Regions from separate parts of the Mus musculus genome. Here region 1 is linked to region 2. A link is a contact called in public Hi-C data. All regions are on one chromosome and are shown on one strand. Each heading gives the region's core, a stretch centred on a gene start, on an enhancer-like site or on the middle of the called end of the contact. The rest is flanking DNA. Distances are from core to core; before and after follow the strand shown. Region 1 overlaps Gm52737 (a long non-coding RNA gene). Region 2 overlaps Abca1 (ATP-binding cassette, sub-family A (ABC1), member 1).

Evidence for each region. Hi-C and Micro-C count contacts between places; a contact is called where the count stands out from the background.
Region 1: a Hi-C map of uterus shows a contact between it and region 2, with 4 times the contacts expected there. The contact joins two enhancer-like sites. A contact is called at or near these places in 11 of 484 Hi-C or Micro-C datasets (the 3T3-L1 cell line, the C2C12 cell line, bone marrow-derived DN2 thymocytes and 5 more) and 1 of 115 datasets of contacts at active chromatin or transcription factors (hepatocytes).

What each region holds. Positions count from the first base shown.
Region 1 is chr4:53,303,027-53,309,641 of GRCm38.p6, reverse strand. It overlaps Gm52737 (a long non-coding RNA gene), which reads left to right. Exons shown (of 3, transcript XR_003955410.1): 3 at 1,990-2,064. Among named protein-coding and RNA genes, the nearest start is that of Gm52737, 21 kb to the left of the region's middle. Within about 2 kb of position 2,296, at least 26 of the 459 cell types and tissues checked have an H3K27ac peak or open chromatin away from gene starts, as enhancers often do. A contact at or near this core is called in bone marrow-derived macrophages and uterus, where this site is marked.
Region 2 is chr4:53,109,067-53,115,819 of GRCm38.p6, reverse strand. It overlaps Abca1 (ATP-binding cassette, sub-family A (ABC1), member 1), which reads left to right. Exons shown (of 50, transcript NM_013454.3): 6 at 6,535-6,656. Among named protein-coding and RNA genes, the nearest start is that of Abca1, 47 kb to the left of the region's middle. Within about 2 kb of position 3,874, at least 26 of the 459 cell types and tissues checked have an H3K27ac peak or open chromatin away from gene starts, as enhancers often do. A contact at or near this core is called in bone marrow-derived macrophages and uterus, where this site is marked.

The sequences.
Region 1 (6,615 bases), core at 1,047-3,546, 200 kb before region 2:
AGTTTGCAATACCAAGGGGCCTCTCTTTCCAGTGATGGCCGACTACGCCATCTTCTGCTACATATGCAGCTAGAGATACGAGCTATGGGGTTACTGGTTAGTTCATACTGTTGTTCCACCTATAGGGTTGCAGACCCCTTCAGCTCCTTGGTTACTTTCTCTAAGCTGCAACTTTTGCTGCAGTCTCCTCTCCTGCCTCTCCAGAACTCCAATGTGCTGTGCTCAAAGCCATCTTCACTGCAATGGACACTAGGTTTTTCAGTGTTCAAGCCTCAGACTCTGAATGTGTTCATACCTCAGATCCAACCTCTCAGGCACTCTGAGAACACCATATTCAAGGTAGACTGAGAACCCCACAGTTTTCTACCGCTTCTGTTGTTAGTTCCGCGGGCATGCCTACATTGCTTTTCTCTTGGGTCCCAGCCTGACAGTCTGCTGAATCGGCATCTCCTCCCCTCCCTTCATGTCTTCTAATTTATTTTCAACATCGTCTTCCTCTTTGGCTGTAGCTTCTAAAGTCCACTAAGTCCACTAGGGCTCCCAAGTTTACTCAGAGTAACAGACAGTGGCTTCTGGCCCTCACTTAACCCCCTGGTCTCCTCCTTCTGTACCATGTTCCCTTTAATTACCTTTAATAGCCATGCGACTTTGCTCTTCCTTGTCCGTGTTAGACATCTTTGTTTCACGGTCTTCACACCTGCTGTACTCACTTCTTTCTAGATCTCTTTCCCAGGAATCAATCATTGGTTTCACTCTTTTTGATCCTTCTAATAGTTTACTCAGTACAATTTTCTCAATGAAGTCAACCAAGACTGCCTAATTGTTTGACAATGGCAGGAAGGGAAACTGGACCCTTGTATTCTGAACAAGAGCCCGACCACTGAGCTATATCTCCACTCACAGAACTGTCATCTTACTGTATTATGGTGAAAAAAAGTATATATTTAGAATTATACAGCTGGACTCAGTATAGATGATCCCAATTTTCTTGGCAACATCTACTGCACAACAATCAGGAGCCAAGCAAACATACATCATCTTCTCTCTGTCAGGCCTTATCAGAATATTGACTTTGGTCACATCAGTGCCATAGGGTTTCAACAGCCTGTCTGGTCAGGTTGTTGTTGGCCTTGACATCCACAAAGAACACAAGCTTGCTGTCTTCCCTTCTCTGCATGGCTGATCAGTGATCTGGGTGTTTTGATAACCGCATAGTGGTCAAGTGTCTTCTCCCGGGTGTGTTCCTGTCAGCATTATTTGTGCTGCCTCTGGAGCTTCAGGGTTAGGGTCACTAGAAGGTGGGTGTTTTGTTTTCTTGTAGCTGTGGACGCCTTCCAGCTCTGTCTTCTTAGCTTTCAAGGCCTTTGCTTTGGCTTTGGGGTGGGTGAGAACTTCCTTCTTCGCCTTCATCTGTATCTTGGCAAAAGGATTCTCCTCCCTGCCTTATTGCTTCTTCTAATCCTTCTCGCCTTATCCTCCCACATGCCTCACAGGACCTGTCAGTCATCCTCTAACATACTGTAACCATTTACTTGTTATTTTTACCATTTGTTGAAAAGTTTTTGGCTCAAGATTTCCCTCAAGTAGGTTTTTAAACAAAGATTGACCCTTGTTATTAATAGGGATGATGACTTGAAAATAATTGTTTAACTTAGATTTGTTTTGCAAAGACAGAGCTTTCCTTTTAAATATTATCACTATATATTTCCTTTTAAATATTATCACTACTATTGTTGTTATTCTTATCATTATGATGGCAACATGGCTCAGTAGCATGTATTACCTTTGTTGTATGCAGCATCTAGTTTTGGCCAGGCACTTACACATTGTACAGTTACTTCCAAACCATCTTTAACTCACTTGTGTTATTTAAATGTAGCCTTCTAATAACTTCCTTTCCTCCTCAAACCTAAAGGGGGAAAAAATGAAACCAGACACACAGAATAAATAAATTGTCTGTTCTCTGACTTTTTTTTTTTTTTCTTGCAGAAGTGAAATCTCAAGCCAGACACCAGAGATATGAAGTTAAAAATAAACCACATTATGTTTATAGGCCTTAGGAAAATAAACCAAATTTCTGTGAAGTTTTAAGTGGTTTGGGTAATTGTATCAAGATGCCGGATGTTTCAAAGTAGACTGTAAAAACCCTACACGATGATAAAACCCAATATCTGGTGCTTCCCTACTGAGATTTTACTTTGACATATATAAACTGTAGAGCCCCACAGTAAGGCGTTTGTACAAAGGCATCTTTAGGCTTGGTGTAAAGCAAAAGGGGAAGAATGTGTGTCATCCTGACTCATCCCTGCTTTGCTGAGTTAGGTCTGGGAAGAATGTATCTTAGCAGCTCCATTCTCTCCTTATCTCTTTAGAGTGTCATAAACTCAAGTCAAGAAAAACCTTGGAAGCATACAAAAGAAATCATGAACACTCATTTTTTTTCTCAGTGAACGGATTCTGTGGGTGGCGGGAGAGAGATGTATTTTATAACTAGATGTCTCTATGTACTGTTTGAATTTTTACCTTTGGCATATATTATAGTGTAAAAGAAACAACAGAGACGTAAACTCACAAGTCCATCACAGTTATGGGTGTATATGAGTCAGGACTCCTTAGTGGTGGGAACTCAATTTAAAGAAGCCCCAATGGAGACAGGTTGCTCACTGGATCACATGGTAAGGATGGGATAGCACTCAGCACTGAAGGGGGAGCCAGGCTTCAAGAGCAGGTTTCAAACCTGATAAGCAGGATGCTCTTTCTCCAGTGTTCCTTGCCAGCTCTGCTTGTGTTCCCTCCTTTATATGTGGTGCTGTCAGCTGCCACTTCCCTTGGGAGCCCTGCTTTTGTAGTCTTAGCTGACGATCCCTAAAGAGAACAACAAAAACAAACAAACCAAAACAAAACAAAATACAAGAGAGGGAGAGGGAGAGGGAGAGGGAGAGGGAGAGGGAGAGGGGAGAGATGTTTCTTAAGTCTCTGCTTCAACTTCCAACAATGGCTCTAAATTGATTTTGCTCATATCAGAGGTTCCTGTACTGCAAACACCTTGCTGGACCTAGATTATCCACCCCATGTGTGGCCAGGGTACTATCTCTCCTCTTTTCAGTACAATAGTTACCATAGCTACGTAAATGAATGTGGTTGTGTTGCAGTAAAACTTTATAGTACCAGGGTAGAATAGGTCAGACACAATGACCACAGTTTGCAGACACCTGATTTATTATTATGACTCTTTAGACAGGAGCCACAGTGGACACAAAGGCTCAGTTTACCTGTGTTAAATCTTTTGAAAAGATTATTAAAATCAGAGACAATTTTGAGATGTATTATTTTGAGCATAATGACAAGTCATTGTGGAGTTGGCCACTTAGCAGATAACTCCAAGAAAAGGGCATAGATTAAACCGTTATTTCCTCAAGATCAAAGTCATATTTTGTAAGAAAGATGTTGTTTAAAAGAAGCACAGTGGCATCTTCAAGGTGGCAGAACAATCGTGTACTGCTGAGCTGCTTAACTGTGGGATTGGTTGTGTTATCTGCGTACCCAATACACTTAGGAAAAGACTTTTCTAATCTGTTAGTTAACCCTGAGGGATTTTAGTGGCTTTTGTTTAAATCTGCCTATGAGTAAGTATAAATATGAATTCCCTTGTAATTTATTTGCAAAAATAATTTTTTGCATTAAAATGATGAAAATTTATTATTTCAGCTTCAACAAGTCCTCTATGTAAATGAAGGATAAACTGTTTCAAGGTATATCACTCTTGAGTAAACTCAGCCAAGGCAGACATTTATTTGGTTTTATTAAAATCTCTGGGTGGGCTCCTTCTCCGCCATGGTGACCACTAGGCTTGTACATGAACAGACCTTCAAATGGCTGTGATGCAGACAAACTAATAGTCTTCATTTTCCTTTCTTGTCTTTAAGTTATTTTTGTTAGAGTACATTTTCATTATGACATTTTAGTAGATAAATGTCACTGTGCTTTGCTCTAATTCATCCTGTTGTCCACTGCCCTTCATGTTTCTCCATCCTATTCCTTGTCCACACCACCCCACCGCTCCCAATGACTCTGCCCTTGCTTTCATGGCAGGTGTATCCCACTCACCTCCTACCCTCCTTTGCCATCACTTCTTTTCTTCCCATTAAACCAAGATAATATAATATGTTAAAAATGGTAACAGAAGATATCTAAACACCTAGCTTACAGGATTTTATTGCTCTAGAATTAATAACATAAAAATATTTTCTTGCTGTTTAAATGTTTCCTTGTGAGTTTTAACATTTTGAACATGTATATTATATAAGTAAATAAATAAGCACAGATTGGAATGGGTATGATGACTCTTTAAGAGTCATAGTGAGTGTGGTTGAAAAGCTCTGAACCATCTGGAAGTGGGGAAGGCAGTTCACACAGTGGGAAGGCAGTGTGCACAGTGGGACGTCAGTGTGTGCAATTGGGAGGCAGTGTGCACAGTGGAATACTGCCAGGCGGAGTATGAATTCTAGTGACTTCTACTTACTGTCAGTCCTCAGTCTTGGAGATGCCATGTCAGATAAGCTGTAGGAAAAAAATCTCATTTTGCCCTGTCCAAAGCCACTTGGACAAAAGTGATGTGGCATGTGTCCTCTTTTTTTTTTTTTTTTTCCTTCTTCTTTTTTTCTTTCCAGCTGGCACGTTTCCCAAGATGCTTTGGGGCAGGTTAGACATTTTGTTTGTATGGGCTCCTCTTCAACTCTAAATTAGGCAGTAGTGTCTCAGGTGCTAAATAGTATTTAAGGGGATTTCTGTGTCATTTGTTGACCAAAAGAAAAATAAGCAGTACAAATCGCTTCTTAAAATACTTTATAGACATTAAGTCTCATTCAGTGGCGGTGTTGGCAGGAGAATATGGAAAGGGCAGGTTCAGAAAACTCTCAAGCCACGGTTAAAATAATATTACAGTGAACTGGTCATTATTTGAAGGTAATTTAAGTATAATTATAGTTCTGCTTGGACCTAAAAGGATTTCCTTTCTCAGTGAGGCTGGACAGTGAATGAGGCCAGAGTAAGTCCGTATATCCTGGAAACTTCAGAAGGCAGCCGGCACTTCTCATCCTGTCCTTTGTTGGAGCACAGACAACTGAACTCTATGCTGTCTAATCCTACACCCAGAGGGTGTGAAGAACACACACTGTCAGACCTCTGCTGCTCTTGGGTGGTCACTGATGCAACTAGTAGTCTGTACATGATAGTTGTGCAGATGAGAAAACACAGAGCCAGCCATAGGCTGAGGACAGGGGCCAGACATGGCTGATTCTAGAGTATCTATGTCCTCTTTAGCTCCCTACACTTAACTTGTGGGATTTGGCCATTGGCTAGAATGGCAGGGATATTTTTGGAGCTAGGCTCTTCCTTCTTGACTCTGAAAACATGTTGTATCAGCAGACACCAATTCTGCTTATTCCAAATGACACCACTGTGTTGCTGCTTTCCTGTGGCTTTGCTGAGACTCCCAAGAGACTCTGCAAACCTCTCTTTATAATGCTCTCATTCTTCAGTGGATGAAATGAATGCCCAGAAAGATAAAGCAACTTTCCCCAGCTCCTCGTGATAATTAGGGAGAGCCATAAATCTGCTTTCTCTGAACTTTTCAACTCCTCACATAGTGGGAAAAAAGTCCCCGAATATAAATGTGTGTGGTTCAGTTTGGCTTCTCAGATGGCCACAATTTAGCACAGGAGGTATAATTTTTCTCTTTAAAAAACTGGCTGAAACATGGTTTCCCACTAAACATGATTGAAACTTTGTGCCTATTTGGGGGAGTAGTTTACAGTGTCCCGATCCTGGGTCAACTCCTGTTGGCTTTGATGCAAAAGGCTGGGCATGTGATTCCCAAGAGTTTGGGTGCTTTCCTGATGCTTTTGAAACAGTGTAGATTCTGGCTATTTTAGGAAAATTTTTCTGGCCACGAGACAGTGAGCAACCACCCCTTGCTATGTCTTCATGAGACTGACTTCCACAAAGCTCTGAACAGTTTCTTTCTCCAGCTTGCATGTAGGCCTGTAGGTTTGTAGTGTGTCCCAGAGCCCCACTTCACCATTTGCTTATCACAAATGAGTAGATTTATGAAATACCAATAAAAATATCTTTGTTGTCTTTGTTCATCTATCAAACAGTAAAAACATACTGAGTGCCTCCTATGAGCTAGCCTCTGTGCTCCATCTTGGTCCTTGAGGGATTCATGGTCTATAGGAAGAGAGAGATTGGTGAGATGCATGACACTGAAGGGGACACATTGTATTAGTTGCTTGTCTTGGTCCTGTGGCTAAATGTCTGACAAAATGCAGCTTAAGGAAGGCTTTATTCTGGCTGATAGTTCTTGGGAATACAGGGGAAGGTATGGCAGAAAAGTAGGGGATAGGAAGCAGAGAGCAATGAATGTTAATACTCAGTTTGTTTTTTCTTTCCTTTTTTTTTTTTTATTCAGCTGGGGACCCCAACTCATAGAATATTATTGCCCACATTTAATTTGCCCCATCTAGCTAACTCCTCAGAGACATGCACAGAAATATGTTTCTATGATGATTCTGAATTCCATCAAATTGAAAGTCAAGATTAACCCTTTATAAATGA
Region 2 (6,753 bases), core at 2,625-5,124:
GCTTCTCTCTAACTTCTATCTGCCTGTGCTGTTTCCTTAGCTTGGCTGTAGTGACTTGACCCAGATGAATAGCAAGAAACCCAGGATTGTGTCTCACTCTGTCCCAGCCCACAGATGCATCTCATCTGTTTGCTCTTTTTAGACACCAGCCTTTTATTTTGTTTTCCCTCTCTCCTCCCCTTTGCCCTGCTTCACTGTGCCCAAAGCTCCAGGGACATGGCAGGCGGCTGGCTGCCTCTCCGGCCAATCAGGAAGCTGGGCTCCGCAGATCAGATACTTTCGTCCAGCAATGAGAGAACTCCTTTGGCCCTTTGTTGACTACAGCTTTCTGGCTTCCCTGATGTTCACATTCTAACTGGGACCACACCTTCTCATGTAAACACTCCCAACTAACCAGCTCTGGGTCTTCAGTGAGTGAGTGGTGTGTGTGTGTGTGTGTGTGTGTGTGTATGTGTCTGTGTGTGTGTATTGTGTGTACTCGTTTTAGAGGGCAGACATCAGTATTGAATTTAGGATCTCTCACTGAACAAGGAGCTCACTGATTTGGATACACCAACTGGCCAGCAAGCCTTGAGCCTTTGTCCATCTCCCCAGCACTGAGGGCATGGATGGTTCATGACTTTTGACCTTGATGTTGGGGGTGAATACTCAGTTCCTTGCGCTTGCCCAGTAGGTGTTTTATTGAGTGAGCCATCTTCCTAGCTCCAGTCTCTTGTTCATACTCTTAATCATTGCATTCTACATCAACTTATGAATGTTACTATTTCCATATTCTTTTAAAAACATTATTACACTTTATTTTGTATGTGTGTGAGGTGGGCTGGGTGTGAAGGGACAGGACAGCTTGTGGAAGTCATCCCACGTGTGTCTCATGGACTGAGATTGGGGTGCCAGGCTTGGTGGCAGGTACTGTTCTTGCTAAACCTTCTTGTTGGCCCCAACTCCATTTGATGTCTAAGAAACTGAGGTTAAGAGAGAACAAAGAAAGGGGCCAAGTGAGGTTCATGGTCACACAGGCAGGAAGTGTTTGAGTTCAGCCTCTCTGATAAGAGTCTCTGGTGCTGGATCAATTGGATCTGTGTTCCTCTCAGAAACATGGAAAAGAGTTTTTCAGAGAACTTTTTCCCCAACCACACATTCCACAGATAATAAAAACCAGGTCCCCGTCAATTCATTTGGTTAGGGTTAACTGAGTGACTGTCTTTCCCACGAAGCGTTCTTTGTCTTACCTAGAATAACTTGTCTGTTACTGGTCATCTACTTGTGTCTAGTCTCACAGTTTCCAGAAGATATGATCCTTTCATTGATGCTCTATAAAATTTTAGGTTTATTTATTTTTATTTTTCCCTGTGTCTCCATATTCCTTTCTCCTCTCTCTCTTTCTTTTTTGCAGTACTGGGGATTGAACCTGGGGCTTCTACATGTTAGAAAAACACTCTACCCTTGACCTATATCCCTACCTGTCTCCCCACCCACATATTTTGGTGAGATGAGTTGTTGAGTTGCTGAAGCTGGCTTTGTACTGTAATCCTCCTGCCTCAGAGCCCCAGATAGCTGGGATATAACAGGCCTGTGCTACTAGGCCTGGCTTTTATTAATTTTTTTCATGAAGTTCTGAATAGGCACTTGAGTGAGCTTTGACCTTTCCTTTACCTTGTAGCAGGTAGAAAAATAAAAGCAAAATAGTTTTATCTCACTCAGACAAATCTATAATACATTCATAAATATATGTGCCCACACATGTGCACACTCAGACACATCTTATGGGGCCACGAGTTTGGCATCTCAGTGTTCTTGTCAAAGTCACCTCTCTCTTACTATCTATTTTGAACACAGCAGCTCAGCTGATGAGAGAAGCTGTCCTTGGACATGATCAGATTAGAAGATCTGTATGGAGCATGTAACTCGGCACGGGAATTCCCATGGCTGGCATGTACCTTTCTCATGTAAGGCTCACAGTAGGTCCAGAAAGGTGGATGCTCTTGTCATTTCCTTTGGGTTTGTTTTCTTACTTATTTACTTTTTCTTTCTGGTACTGGGAATGGAACTCAGAACTTCATGCCTGCTGGGTAAGTTCACAAACCACTGAGACATACCCACAGCCTTTCTCTCACTACGTTGCCTGGAACTCATATTGTGGACCAAGGAGACCTTGACTTTGTGATCCTCCTGTTTCAGCCTCCCGAATAGCTGGGGTTACAAGTGTGGACCACTGCATCAAGCTCTGTGTCATCATCTCATTAACTCAGCTTCCCTCTGCTTTATTCCTGCTGTGCTTCCAGCTGTTGTTTACCTGATGCGGCTTGTCACTTGGGGCATGAAACCAAGTAGGCGGCTTAGGGATACCGTAGCCATCTTGACCCAGTCTGCTTCACATTCGTGTCCTGATTGGTCTGTCCCCTTCCTACTGCCAGATGAATTTACCTCTTCAAAATTGGTCATTTCTCAGGTCATATCAGCTCATTTTACATTCATGCATTTGTATTCATCTATCCATCATCCATCTGTGCATCCATCCATCCATCCATCCACCCACCCACCCATCTATCTACCCATCCATCCATCCATCCACCCATCCATCCATCTACCCATCCATCCATCCATCCATCATTCATCCATCTAGCCATCCATCCATCCATCCATCCACCTACCCAGCCATCTGTCCAGCCAGCCAGCTATCCATCCATCTATCCATCCATCCATCCATCCATCCATCCATCCATCCATCCATCCAGTGGCTTCACCCAAGATTACTAGCTGTATCAGTCATCTGGCTTGGTTCATTCTTTGCACTCTCCTACACAGCTAGCTGCATACAGAAGACAGAAACCAGCAAGGACAAAGCCATTGTGGTCTGTCTTCATATCACTTCTTTTTTCTTTCCCCCCTTTCCTCTCCTATACCTCAAATCTGTGATAACCAAGAAAATCCCTAGAGGGAAGATCTGTGTTCTTATTTTTTCCTGCACATTGCTCTATAGTGCAGTAAGACTGCCATTTTAGTGACAATTAATATATTACCATTTAATAAACATTTGTCCCTAGCCAGTTGCTAATTGCTCAAGTGTATGAATACGTCTCTTATCCCCAGGACTTTAAGGTATAGTGGCATCTTATGGCCACACAGCTAATTTATAGCAAGAAACAGCATTACATTTTGGGCTTTATGGTCCTAAACTTCTTTTTGCCTGCATAGTTTTGTTTTGAGGCTTGGACTTCCTGTGTAAGCACGGGTGTGGAACTTACTCCGTAGCCCAGGCTGGCCTCTAATTTGCAGTTTACTGCCTCTGCCTCCTGACTACTGACATTACAGATATGCACCACCACATCAAACTTGGTTAGATTTTTTTTTCTTTTTTTAATTCTCAAGACCCAATTCTTGTCCTTCACAGTTCTGGTTCATTGTGCTGGGGGGTGTGGCCTGGGCTTTGGGATTTTTTAAAATTCCCAAGTGGGCCTAGCAGCCTCCAAGGTTAAGAGCCATCATACCACACACCTTTGTCTTCCTGTGTGTGTATGTACTGCAGCTGTCAGCGGTGATAGGACAGCAGCAGATAATGTGTGCATATCCACGTGACCAGACTGCAAGTTGTTTGTAGCCAAGGCTCTATGGCCTTCCTGCATCATCCCCACCCAGCATCTGCCACATTATGTTCATGCACTGCCAAGGGCTGTTGGCTGTTTAACCAGCTTCTTTGGTTTCTGTGTCTCATCCAGAGGATAGGCAGTTGGTGTTTGATCACATCCAGCTGTTTATCTGCAGCGTCTGTTGACATAACGGAAGCATCATATAAACATGCTAAGTACATTTGCTGGTCTCCAGAGTGTTGCTGGGTGACCTAGGTCCTTTCAGAGTGCAGTCTGGGTCAAACCTCCCACACTTCTGCTGCCCTGAAGGAAGGAGCTGTTCTGAAGTTCCTACGTAGGATGCTGTGTACTGCTGTGGCTTTGCTCAGGAGGAATTTGTGTTCAACTGGCTGATCTGAGTGTTAGGTCATAGATTTATTCTGTTCTATCAAGGTTCACAGAGCTCTCTTTTGATCCTCATTTTTATAGGTAAGGCCATGGAAGTTTAAGTAGGTCAAATAAACTTAGAAATACATGGATACAGAGCCCAGAATTTGGTTTCCCAGTATGAGGTGTGTGTGTGTGTGTGTGTGTGTGTGTGTAGAGCATTGCTCATATTGAAAAAAGTGCTCTATTGAATGATCTATTCTCCACCTCTTCTTTTGAGATTTATGTACATACACAAACTTAAGTATTGTGTGTTTGTGTGTGTGTGTATACATACACACATACATAACTAATTTATAAGCATGCCTGCCTTTTCACCTCAAGCTTTGGCTGAAGCCTCTCTGCCTGTCTTCCTTCCTTCTCCTTACCCCCCACCATGGGGATGCTGGGATGTTCTAGATGTTGTTGTCTTTGAAAAGACACTTGTGGTCAGGGTTCTTATTTCCTCCTGGGCTATAGCCTAGAGATTTGATGCTCTTGCCCTCCTTGGTCTCTTCCTGGACCCACTAATCTCAAAGATCCTTCTGAAGTCTTTCTGGTCACCTCATCTAGCATTCAGTCAGGTGTCATTGCTGGAGCAGTAATTTTGTACCAGGCTTTGTTCCAGGTATTTGGAACACTAAGATAAAAGACCTATTCTGCATTTTTATAAGTTAGAGTTGAATGCAGGCTATACTTAAGTAAAATAACATTTCATAATATATGGCTTCCAGACCCGCTGTATTGGAAATGTGGAGGCTGCTTATTAAAATGGAGATTTGTGGGTGGTCTACCTTAGAACCCCTGGTTGTAATCTGAAGGAATAGACACCCAGAAACTAGTTTTTGTGTGCCTCTTAAGTGAATCTTAGGTGTTCTGTGGGTATGGCAACTCAAAGAATTGAGTTCAGTGGTAGCAGTGTGGGGTCTTGTACGATGGAAACACCAGGCAGATGACAGATGGCTGAGTGCTGATTTCAAGGAGGGACATTGACAGGCCTCAGATCAGCTGTGGCATAGTATGAGGAACCCTAGGATAAAACTATAGATGAGTTGAGGAGAATCACTGTTTTATCAGCTCCGTTCAAAATTACTGAAGTTTGCTCCATGCTGAAGATGCCTGGGTCATTTGTATCTATTAAGAATCTGCTTGGACTGTTTGTCTCTACGAAGGGAGACCCTTTTAGATCCCAAGAGAAACGGTTTCATCAGTGCACACTGCAGTCTTGTTTTCAGATGGAACCCCTCTTCGGGTAATTGATTTGAGTTTGTAAAGTTTGCCCTCTAGTGGTCAGCCACTTGGTCCCAGATGAGCTTGGTTTTGTTTTTGTTTTGGGGGGGTGGTGGTGTTGGTTTGTTTTAATTTCAAAAAAGAATTCGGGTTATTAGAAGTTTAAAGGGGTAAGGAAGAAGAAAGATGAAATAGTCAATAAAATAAGGCAGGAAAATGGTTGGTGTTTCAGGCAGGCACCACTCAGCATCTGCTCAGAATCCTCTTGCTTTACAGATGATGGGGCCCAAGGCTCAGAAAGGTGCTAAAGAAATGAAATTCAAGTGGTACTATCATACCTAGCCTCCAGCCAGAGACTGACGTTCTGAATTCTTGGCCAGTGCTCTTTTCTATTTCATGCCACTGGAGTGAAGCCTTTTTTCGATGTACTCGGAGAGCTTATTGTTTAATGGGAGTTGGTACTTGGAGAGCTTATTGTTTAATGGGAGTCGGAATGAAAGCCTTTAGCAGTCACTGCATTTAGTAAAGCAAAGGGTGGGATTTCAAACATACGTTTACATATTTTTCTCAGTGTTTGGAGGAACTGGACTTTATAGTTCTGAAATCCCAGGTTTTGTTCTGAAACCAAGAAGAGACCATGTCTATTTAAACACCTCGATATGCTCACAGGACTCCCCTGTGATTCTTGGAAGTGTGGTCCCAGGCAGGCAACATCAGCACCACCTGGGAGCTTGTTAGACATGCAGCTGCTGCAGCCAGAGCTGGCAGAAGCAGATGCTCTGAGACTGCTGTCCAGCCGGCTAGCTGAGGCAACCCATCAAGCGATTCTGGTTCACAGAAATGTTAGCGAGCCATTGCCTGCTGATCTGGGAGATTAGCCCCTGTGGCTTGTGGAAATAAGGCACTCAGTATTTTCAGTGCTAGCTACGTGAGGCGGCACTGAGGAGTCAGGAGCAGCAGGGCTCATGTCACAAACCTCAGGTAGGATGGATGAGATCATTTAAAAGGGTTGGTTTTTCAATTGGCAACAAGGAAAGACCATGTGTGTAACAACACCACTGTGCTGTTGGACTGTGGGAGCCCACACTGAGTGTGGCTCAACATGTCATCAGAAAGCAATCTTTTCATGTCTCTGCCAGCGAGACGGAGCTCCTGAAACTCACTTCTCGGTGTATGTAAGCCAGAAGCCTGTGGTCACCCATCCGTTTAAAATGAAGCAATCAATATTCTATTCTCCACCTTCCCCATAGCGGTTGAGTCTTTTTTTTTTTTTTTGAGTTATTAACTGTAAACAAACACAATTTTCCAATAGATTTGAAGCTCCAGGATTTTCTGGTGGACAATGAAACATTCTCTGGATTCCTGCAGCACAATTTGTCCCTTCCAAGATCTACTGTGGACAGCCTGCTGCAGGCGAATGTTGGTCTCCAGAAGGTAAGCTACTACCTTCAGCTAAATCAGTGGGGCCTCACTATTACCCTGTTGGGGGCCCTGGAAAGAAAGAAAGAAAAACCCTGGCCTTTGAAAAAGC